Regions from separate parts of the Mus musculus genome. Here region 2 is linked to region 1. The links are chromatin contacts, called in public HiChIP or PLAC-seq maps. All regions are on one chromosome and are shown on one strand. The core of a region is the stretch at or near the end of the contact, and the rest is flanking DNA. Distances in the headings are between cores, read along the strand shown.

Region 1 (5,161 bases), core at 1,477-3,976:
TTCTACCCACTGCAGGCAAACACAAAAGAGAAACAAGGCAGCCCGTTAGCATTCTAGTGGTGACATGATGTGAAGCCAAGTGGGGGTGGCATGGGAGGGTCTGGGGCATTGCAGCCTGGGGGAGAGCACCCCAGCCAGAGGTGCAGCTGGAGCAGAGGCCTGAGGAAGGAATGTACATGCTGGTTTGAGGAGCTTCTAAGAGGCTGGGGCATGGGGGGCTGAGTGGCAGTAGGAGAGGAAGCGAGCCGGAGTGAAGGAGATGGAGCCCATCTAACTCAGGCCTTTGTCAGCTGGTGAGTTCAAGTACCCACTTCCTGTCTCAGGTGGCCTCTCAGTCACAGGCTCTGGTGATTTCCCTCCTTCCCACCAGACATCTATGCTATTGGGGTGGGCAAGCTGGATGTGGACTGGAAAGAACTGAATGAGCTGGGTTCCAAGAAGGATGGCGAGAGGCATGCCTTCATCTTGCAGGATGCAAAGGCCTTGCAACAGATCTTTGAGCACATGTTGGGTGAGTAAGCTTTGTCCCCCGCTGCAGAAGAGAGCATAGTGGGGACTCAGATGGGGTCTCACAGTGGCAGCCTGGACCAGTGGCCCTTACCCACTTCCCTCCCCATCTTCCTTTGCCCATAGATGTCTCTAAGCTCACAGATACCATCTGTGGGGTGGGGAACATGTCCGCCAATGCCTCTGACCAGGAGAGGACACCTTGGCAAGTCACCTTTAAGGTATCAGGAAGGAGGGACAGGGCTTAGGCATCAGAGGTAAAAACAGCCAGGCACAGCAAACCCGGATTGTTGTCTCTTCCCTGCAGCCCAAGAGCAAGGAAACTTGCCAGGGATCACTCATCTCTGATCAGTGGGTGCTGACAGCAGCTCACTGCTTCCATGACATTCAGATGGAGGACCACCACCTGTGGAGGGTCAATGTAGGTAAGTCAGGGGCTGCAGTAGATCCCTCACTGCAAGGCCAGAGTCACCACTGTCTCTCCTCAGCCTTTGGTCCAGTCTAATTCACCTTTGTTTCCAGGTGATCCCACCTCTCAGCATGGCAAAGAATTTCTTGTGGAGGACGTGATAATTGCCCCAGGGTTTAATGTCCATGCAAAGCGGAAGCAGGGCATCTCAGAGTTCTATGCTGATGACATTGCCTTGCTGAAGCTATCTCGGAAAGTGAAAATGTCCACCCATGCCAGGTGCCTGAACCCAGATGGGAGAGTACCCTATAGAGGATGGTGCTCTGGAAAGCACCAGAGGGGATACTGAGGATGGGCCTGTTTGACACTTGGCTTTCTCCCCAGACCCATCTGCCTTCCTTGCACTGTGGGAGCCAACATGGCTCTGCGGAGATCCCCAGGTAGTACCTGTAAAGATCATGGTGAGTGCTGGAGGCTTGAGGTTCTTGGTGGGTTGCAGCCAGAGCTTGCAGGGATCAGGTTCTTGCAGAGTGCCAGCAGGGACCGGGCTGCAGTCCTCAAGCTGAGTAAAGAAATCTGTACCAACACCCACTTCTCCCCAATGGCAGAGACAGAACTTCTGTCACAGCAGAAAGTTCCTGCACATTTTGTAGCTTTGAATGGGAACAGACTCAACATCAACCTCAGGACAGGACCTGAGGTGAGAGCTTAGTAAGGGATGCTGGGATACCCTGGAGGCAGCTCCCAGAATGTCCAGCCCTGCCTGGAGTCTCGATTCTTGGACCTTACAGGTCTGCCTAATGTCTCCTGGAATGTCCTCATTCTTCTCTCCTATGCCCCACACCGCAGTGGACAAGGTGTATCCAGGCTGTCTCCCAAAACAAAAACATCTTCCCCAGCTTGACAAACGTTAGCGAGGTGGTGACAGACCAGTTCCTATGCAGTGGGATGGAGGAGGAAGATGACAATCCTTGCAAAGGTTAGTCTGATCCTGGACTTCCAGGGAGAAGGCTACGGTGTCCCTGTAACCGGTTAGCAAGCACTCCAAATGCTAGTGTACTGTTCTGGACAATACTGTCTTTTCTTTCCCTGAAGGAGAATCTGGGGGAGCCGTTTTCCTTGGACGGAGATACAGGTTCTTCCAGGTGAGAAGCAGGACCCGGAGGGGCCTCCCTGCCAGGGCACAAGTTCTTCTTGCTGGGGGCAAGTGGGAGGCCTTTGAGAGGAACCAGAGAGGTCGAGGCTTAGAGTGGGGCCACCACTATCTCCACCCTGTTGTCTCTTCCCTCCAGGTGGGCCTGGTGAGTTGGGGTCTTTTTGACCCTTGTCATGGTTCCTCCAACAAAAACTTGCGCAAGAAACCTCCACGTGGTGTTCTGCCAAGGGACTTCCACATTAGTCTTTTCCGCCTGCAGCCCTGGCTGAGGCAGCACCTGGATGGTGTCCTGGACTTTCTGCCACTTTAACATGGTCACTGACTCCTTTATTAGTCTGAACTTCCTGTCTAATACCTCTGAGCGTTCTCACTCCTGGATACATAAATCTTGGGCCCCGGGAGCCCAGAGACAGTGGCAAAAGCTAGGGAATCCCCAGGATTGTGCCGGGACCTCTGTGCCACCTGTGAAGCAAGTCTCTCTCTAGTGTGGATGACCCGTGCTCCTTTTGCTTTCACACGGAATTTCCCAGTTATGTAATTAATAAAAATCAATGATTTCCACATCCTGTCTGTCTTATGTCTTGGGGGGTGGGGAGGCCAGGAAGATTCCAGGAAGGTCAGAGTCCTTGCTGCACAAACAGTGGATGGACTTTGCTCCATCACACAGTCCATGGAAAGACTGATCTTTTAAATTGGGGGTAGTGGAGGTGGTGGTCTGTGCTTGTTAGGAGGGGTCTGGGGGCTAAGAGGGAGCTTTGAAAGGGAAGTTCTGGCCCTTGGTCAGTCAAGGGTGGGGCTCACATAGTTTCTGTTTCCTCAGTTGGCAGTTCAGCTGGGGCCCTCCTTCATGAATGTTCCGGGAAGCAGTGGCTGCGTGCGCAGGGTAGGCTGGCCAGGCTGCAGATGCCAGAGCAGATTGCATAAAAGGTTAGGGGACAGTGGGAAAGGGGTGTAGCCAGATCCAGCATTTGGGTTTCAGTTTGGACAGGAGGTCAAATAGGCACCCAGAGTGACCTGGAGAGGGCTTTGGGCCACTGGACTCTCTGGTGCTTTCCATGACAATGGAGAGCCCCCAGCTCTGCCTCGTCCTCTTGGTCTTAGGCTTCTCCTCTGGAGGTAAGCAAAGGATATTCCATCCTCTTTTTGTCCCCAGCATCTGTCTTTGGCCTTCTGGGGCCAGACTTCACTAGACTTTCTCCTCAGGTGTGAGCGCAACTCCAGTGCTTGAGGCCCGGCCCCAAGTCTCCTGCTCTCTGGAGGGAGTAGAGATCAAAGGCGGCTCCTTTCAACTTCTCCAAGGCGGTCAGGCCCTGGAGTACCTATGTCCCTCTGGCTTCTACCCATACCCCGTGCAGACTCGAACCTGCAGATCCACAGGCTCCTGGAGCGACCTGCAGACCCGAGACCAAAAGATTGTCCAGAAGGCGGAATGCAGAGGTTGGAGATTGGGGGATGTGGGCAGTGGGCAGCTGGGCAGAGTGGGGTGGAGGCTGTTCAGTGCTGGGTAAGATGAGAGCTATGAGACTGGCAGTCTGACCCGTGGGCTGGTTGAGCACAGGCACACCTCTGCAGGTGTGTGATGGGAGGCTTTCCTCGGGCAGTGAAAACAATACTCAGAAAACCAGAAAGGGGGTCTAGAAATGTAGATCAGTTGGTAGAGTGCTTGCCTACCATGCACAAAGCAGTACTGCATGAAGCAGGTGTGGTGCGTGCCTGCAGCCCTAACACTCAGGACATAGGGGCAGGAGCTTAACGATCTTCAGCTTCATAGTTGGAAGCCAGCCTGGGCTACATGAGACCTTGCCTCAGAGCAAACAAAATAGTCCCATAACACAAGAGGCGGGACAGTAGGGTTGAGGGGACTAGGCAGGTACTGTTTCTCAGTCACAGGATTTCTAAGACCAGGAAGGACCTAGAAACAGCGCTCAGTGACTTTTACCTGTCTTTCCTAAAGCAATACGCTGCCCACGACCGCAGGACTTTGAAAATGGGGAATTCTGGCCCCGGTCCCCCTTCTACAACCTGAGTGACCAGATTTCTTTTCAATGCTATGATGGTTACGTTCTCCGGGGCTCTGCTAATCGCACCTGCCAAGAGAATGGCCGGTGGGATGGGCAAACAGCAATTTGTGATGATGGAGGTGAGAACCTGGTCACCCCTGACTTTACCCTCTGCTGGAGGGCTTCACCCTGGGAATGCATGGGCCCTCAAATTGTCTTATATCTCTGCAGCTGGATACTGTCCCAATCCCGGTATTCCTATTGGGACAAGGAAGGTGGGTAGCCAATACCGCCTTGAAGACATTGTTACTTACCACTGCAGCCGGGGACTTGTCCTGCGTGGCTCCCAGAAGCGAAAGTGTCAAGAAGGTGGCTCATGGAGTGGGACAGAGCCTTCCTGCCAAGGTGACCCTTGACCTGCTCCCTGGGTCTGCTCTTGCCCTGTTGGCTCAACACTAAGAGTCTCTCGTTCTGAAATCCTATCACCCTGTCAGCGTGTCCTCAGTACTCCATCATCTGACCTACTCTCTGACCATCCCTAGATTCCTTCATGTATGACAGCCCTCAAGAAGTGGCCGAAGCATTCCTATCCTCCCTGACAGAGACCATCGAAGGAGCCGATGCTGAGGATGGGCACAGCCCAGGTTAGAATACAAGGAGGGAGACTGAGCAGGAAGCCCAGGGAAGGATGGGTGGTCTGTCAGGTACTGTACATATCAGAAGCTGAGTCTCTGCTGGCACCTAGGAGAACAGCAGAAGAGGAAGATTGTCCTAGACCCCTCGGGCTCCATGAATATCTACCTGGTGCTAGATGGATCAGACAGCATCGGAAGCAGCAACTTCACAGGGGCTAAGCGGTGCCTCACCAACTTGATTGAGAAGGTAGATCAGAGTTCCCCTCCCTTTGAAATGAGGGGACCTTATCTGGACCCCACTGCCCTTACAAGACTGGTTTCCTGTGTCCCCAGATCCTTTGGGTCCAGGTCCTGCTGTCCTCCAGCCTCTTCCCTGTCTCAACAGGAGTGTTGACTACCCACCACACTGGTTTTTGTTTTTGTTTTTTTAAACACAATGGCCTCTTGCTCATGA
Region 2 (5,161 bases), core at 691-3,190, 340 kb before region 1:
AAGGAAGGAAGGAAGGAAGGAAGGAAGGAAGGAAGGAAAGAAAGAAAGAAAGAAAGAAAGAAAGAAAGAAAGAAAGAAAGAAAGAAAGAGAAGGAAGTTGGGCCAGCAAGATGGCTCAGTGGGCAAAGGTGCTTACTGGCTTTACCTAATGGCCTGAGTTCAGTTCCCAGAACCCATACAGCAGCTTACAACTGTCTATAACTCCTGTTCCAGGAGAGCTGACATCCTCATACAGGCATACAAGCAGGCAAAACACCAATTTACATGAAATAAAAATGAATTATATATTAAGAAAAAAAAGAGCTGTACTCTGACCTCCACATGTGGCCTGTGGCACTTGTATGTACTCACATAAATAGATATGTTTTTAAATGTTCTGCTGTGTGTATAGGATTTTTGCCTGCATGTATGTCTCAGCACCATTTGAGTATAGTGCCTGCAAAGGCCAGAAGAGGATGTCACATCCCCACAAACTGCAAGGACAGATGTAATAAGCCAACATGCAGATGCTGGGAATTAACACTGGTCCTCTGGAAGAACATCTAGTGCTCAGAACCCTAAGCCATTTCTCCAATCCTCAAAACAATATTTTAAAATTTTGTCTTAAGACAGAAATCATCAATGTGACTGCTGGGAATGTGGGGATGGACTCAGGGGCTCACACATGCCTGCAAGCAGCTACCTGAGCTGTGTCCCAGGCCTTCCAATAGAGAAGCACTGCTCAGATGTCCTTTGTTGGGCAGTGGTAGCACACACCTTTAATCCCAGCACTTGGGAGGCAGAGGCAGACGGATTTCTGAGTTTGGGGCCAGCCTGGTCTACAAAGTGAGTTCCAGGACAGCCAGGGCTATACAGAGAAACCCTGTCTCGAAAAACAAACAAACAAACAAACAAAAAACTGCCTTCACCTGTGTAGAATTCTGAAGCTCCCTCTGTACAGAGCATTGGAAGCCTGGGGTGTACATTTGGGGTTACATGATCTTGGGGTTCTAAGAGAATACCCCCAAATCATCTTCCAGACCTGGAACATTCTAGGACAGGGTTCTCAACCTTCCTAACTCCATGACCCTTTAATACAGTTCCTCATGTTGTGGTGACCCCAACCATACAATTATTTTCGTTGCTATTTCATAACTGTAATTTCGCTGCTATTATGAATCATAATGTAAATATTTGTTTTAAATAGAGGTTTGCCAAAGGGACCTTGCCCACAGGTTGAGAACTGCCGCTCCAGAGAGTAAGGGGACACAGTTAAGATTGTTACACACCAGGATGCCCCAGATTTGGGGAGAGGGCACTGTAATGGAACTTCTTGACATGAAACTGGCAGATGAAACTGGCAGAAAAAAAAAAAAAAGCTGGGCAGTGGTGGCACACACCTTTAATCCCAGCACTTGGGAGGCAGAGGCAGGCGGATTTCTGAGTTCTAGGCCAGCCTGGTCTACAGAGTGAGTTTCAGGACAGCCAGGGCTACACAGAGAAACCCTGTCTCGAAAAAAGCAAAAAAAAAAAAAAAAAAAAAAAAAAACTGGCAGATGACCAGAAAATACAGATATATTGGAATAACTGTGACTTGAACCCCCAAAGACAAGAGAGGAAATAGGCCTGAAGGGGCGGCAGGCATGTCAAGCATCCAGAGCCCTGGGTTCGAACCTGAAAAAACAAAGGTGCCGCTAACCACATGTGGCTTCGGAGCCCTCCAGACATGACCATGATCGACAGAGAGGGAAATGTGCAGAGAAGCCTGTGAGCAGTCAAGGGTGCAGAAGTGATATAAACCATCACTCTTCAGGGAACCAGGCTTCCAGTCACAGCCCAGCTGCACCCTCTCCACGAATTGCTCGGCCGTTCACTGGAACTCCTGGGCCTGACCCAGCTCCCTGCTAGTCCCTGCGGCCCACAGTTCCCCGGACCCGACTCCCTTTCCCAGAACGCAGTAGTCTAAGCCCTTAGCCTGCGGTTCTCTCCTAGGCCCCAGCCTTTCCTGCCTTCGACTGAAACAGCAGCATCTTCTAAGCCCTGGGGGCTTCCCCAAGCCCCAGCCCCGACCTAGAACCCGCCCGCTGCCTGCCACACTGCCGCTTCCTCTATAAAGGGACCCGAGCGCCAGCGCCCAGGACCCCGCACAGCAGGTGAGCCTCTCCTACCCTGTCTCCTTGGGCTTACCCTGGTATCAGGCATCCCTCAGGATCCTACCTCCTTTCTTGAGCCACAGCCTTTTCTATACAACCTGCCTGGATCCCCAGCCTTAATGGGTCTGGTCCTCCTGTCGTGGCTTTGATTTTTGGTCTGTTCCTGTGGCGGCCTTATCAGTCTCTCTCTCTCTCTCTCTCTCTCTCTCTCTCTCTCTCTCTCTCTCTCTCTCTCTCTCTCCCTCTCTCTCTCTCTCTCTCTCTCTCTTTCTCTCTCTCTGCCTCTGTTAGCCATTGTCTGATTCTATGGTGGAGCTTTCCTCTTCCCCTCTGTCTCTCCTTATCCCTGCTCACTTCAGGGTTCCCCTGCCTGTCCCCTTTTCTGTCTGTCGCCCTGTCTCTCAGGGTGGCTGTCTCAGCTGGGAGGTAAGGTCTGTCTTCCGCTGTGTGCCCCGCCTCCGCTACACACACACACTCTCTCTCTCTCTCTCAGCAGGTTCTCCACATGACACTGCTCGGCCGTCTCCACCTCTTGAGGGTGCTTGGCACCCCTCCTGTCTTCCTCCTGGGGCTGCTGCTGGCCCTGCCTCTAGGGGCCCAGGTGAGGCAGCAAGAGATTGGGGGTGCTGGGGTGGCCTAGCTAACTCAGAGTCCTAGAGTCCTCTCCACTCTCTTCTGTCCCAGGGACTCTCTGGTGTCCGCTTCTCCGCTGCCAGGACAGCCCATCCACTCCCTCAGAAGCACTTGACCCATGGCATCCTGAAACCTGCTGCTCACCTTGTTGGTAAACTTCTGCCTCCAGAGGAGAGGTCCAGTCCCTGCCTTTTGTCCTACTTGCCCAGGGGCTCAGGCGATCTTCCCATCTCCCCACACCAACTTTTCTTACCCCTAAGGGCAGGCACCCCACTCCCATCTCCCTACCAACCATCCCACTTGTCCAGTGCCTGCTCCCTCAGGGATGGGGACCTCTGATCTTGATAGCCCCCCAATGTCTTGTGCCTCTTCCCAGGGTACCCCAGCAAGCAGAACTCACTGCTCTGGAGAGCAAGCACGGATCGTGCCTTTCTCCGACATGGCTTCTCTTTGAGCAACAACTCCCTCCTGATCCCCACCAGTGGCCTCTACTTTGTCTACTCCCAGGTGGTTTTCTCTGGAGAAAGCTGCTCCCCCAGGGCCATTCCCACTCCCATCTACCTGGCACACGAGGTCCAGCTCTTTTCCTCCCAATACCCCTTCCATGTGCCTCTCCTCAGTGCGCAGAAGTCTGTGTATCCGGGACTTCAAGGACCGTGGGTGCGCTCAATGTACCAGGGGGCTGTGTTCCTGCTCAGTAAGGGAGACCAGCTGTCCACCCACACCGACGGCATCTCCCATCTACACTTCAGCCCCAGCAGTGTATTCTTTGGAGCCTTTGCACTGTAGATTCTAAAGAAACCCAAGAATTGGATTCCAGGCCTCCATCCTGACCGTTGTTTCAAGGGTCACATCCCCACAGTCTCCAGCCTTCCCCACTAAAATAACCTGGAGCTCTCACGGGAGTCTGAGACACTTCAGGGGACTACATCTTCCCCAGGGCCACTCCAGATGCTCAGGGGACGACTCAAGCCTACCTAGAAGTTCCTGCACAGAGCAGGGTTTTTGTGGGTCTAGGTCGGACAGAGACCTGGACATGAAGGAGGGACAGACATGGGAGAGGTGGCTGGGAACAGGGGAAGGTTGACTATTTATGGAGAGAAAAGTTAAGTTATTTATTTATAGAGAATAGAAAGAGGGGAAAAATAGAAAGCCGTCAGATGACAACTAGGTCCCAGACACAAAGGTGTCTCACCTCAGACAGGACCCATCTAAGAGAGAGATGGCGAGAGAATTAGATGTGGGTGACCAAGGGGTTCTAGAAGAAAGCACGAAGCTCTAAAAGCCAGCCACTGCTTGGCTAGACATCCACAGGGACCCCCTGCACCATCTGTGAAACCCAATAAACCTCTTTTCTCTGAGATTCTGTCTGCTTGTGTCTGTCTTGCGTTGGGGGAGAAACTTCCTGGTCTCTTTAAGGAGTGGAGCAGGGGACAGAGGCCTCAGTTGGTCCATGGGATCCGGGCAGAGCAAAGAGACATGAGGAGCAGGCAGCTCCCAGAGACATGGTGGATTCACGGGAGTGAGGCAGCTTAACTGCCGGAGGAGACCCAAAGGATGAGCTAGGGAGATCCATCCAAGGGTGGAGAGAGATGAGGGTTCTGGGGAGAAGTGACTCCACTGGAGGGTGGGAGAGTGTTTAGGAGTGGGAGGGTGGGGGAGGGGAATCCTTGGAAGACCGGGGAGTCATACGGATTGGGAGAAATCCTGGAAGCAGGGCTGTGGGACCTAAATGTCTGAGTTGATGTACCGCAGTCAAGATATGGCAGAGGCTCCGTGGAAAACTCACTTGGGAGCAGGGACCCAAAGCAGCAGCCTGAGCTCATGATCAGAGTGAAAGGAGAAGGCTTGTGAGGTCCGTGAATTCCCAGGGCTGAGTTCATTCCCTCTGGGGCTGCCCCATACTCATCCCATTACCCCCCCCACCAGCCCTCCCAAAGCCCATGCACACTTCCCAACTCTCAAGCTGCTCTGCCTTCAGCCACTTCCTCCAAGAACTCAAACAGGGGGCTTTCCCTCCTCAATATCATGTCTCCCCCCTTATGCACCCAGCTTTCAGAAGCACCCCCCCATGCTAAGTTCTCCCCCATGGATGTCCCATTTAGAAATCAAAAGGAAATAGACACAGGCATGGTCTTTCTACAAAGAAACAGACAATGATTAGCTCTGGAGGACAGAGAAGAAATGGGTTTCAGTTCTCAGGGTCCTATACAACACACACACACACACACACACACACACACACACACACACACCCTCCTGATTGGCCCCAGATTGCCACAGAATCCTGGTGGGGACGACGGGGAGGAGATTCCTTGATGCCTGGGTGTCCCCAACTTTCCAAACCCTCTGCCCCCGCGATGGAGAAGAAACCGAGACAGAGGTGTAGGGCCACT

Evidence for each region. HiChIP or PLAC-seq counts read pairs in DNA pulled down with a chosen protein or histone mark.
Region 2: an HNF4G HiChIP or PLAC-seq map of pancreatic cancer cells shows a contact between it and region 1. The contact joins the promoter of Lta here to the promoter of Cfb in region 1. A contact is called at or near these places in 4 of 39 promoter capture datasets (cranial neural crest, frontonasal cranial neural crest, maxillary cranial neural crest and 1 more), 1 of 115 datasets of contacts at active chromatin or transcription factors (pancreatic cancer cells) and 3 of 9 other capture datasets (adipose tissue, liver and pancreatic islet).

What each region holds. Positions count from the first base shown.
Region 1 is chr17:34,860,079-34,865,239 of GRCm38.p6, reverse strand. It overlaps Cfb (complement factor B), which reads left to right and starts at 2,726. Exons shown (of 18, transcript NM_008198.2): 1 at 2,726-3,188; 2 at 3,276-3,509; 3 at 4,027-4,212; 4 at 4,304-4,477; 5 at 4,615-4,716; 6 at 4,818-4,954. The coding sequence starts at 3,128. It overlaps C2 (complement component 2 (within H-2S)), which reads left to right. Exons shown (of 18, transcript NM_013484.2): 10 at 371-511; 11 at 634-728; 12 at 815-932; 13 at 1,030-1,195; 14 at 1,301-1,377; 15 at 1,525-1,616; 16 at 1,766-1,895; 17 at 2,012-2,061; 18 at 2,209-2,638. The coding sequence ends at 2,382.
Region 2 is chr17:35,202,130-35,207,290 of GRCm38.p6, reverse strand. It overlaps Lta (lymphotoxin A), which reads left to right and starts at 1,940. Exons shown (of 4, transcript NM_010735.2): 1 at 1,940-2,132; 2 at 2,629-2,733; 3 at 2,817-2,916; 4 at 3,142-4,126. The coding sequence starts at 2,638. The coding sequence ends at 3,554. It overlaps Mir6974 (microRNA 6974), which reads left to right and starts at 2,734; the gene lies at 2,734-2,816.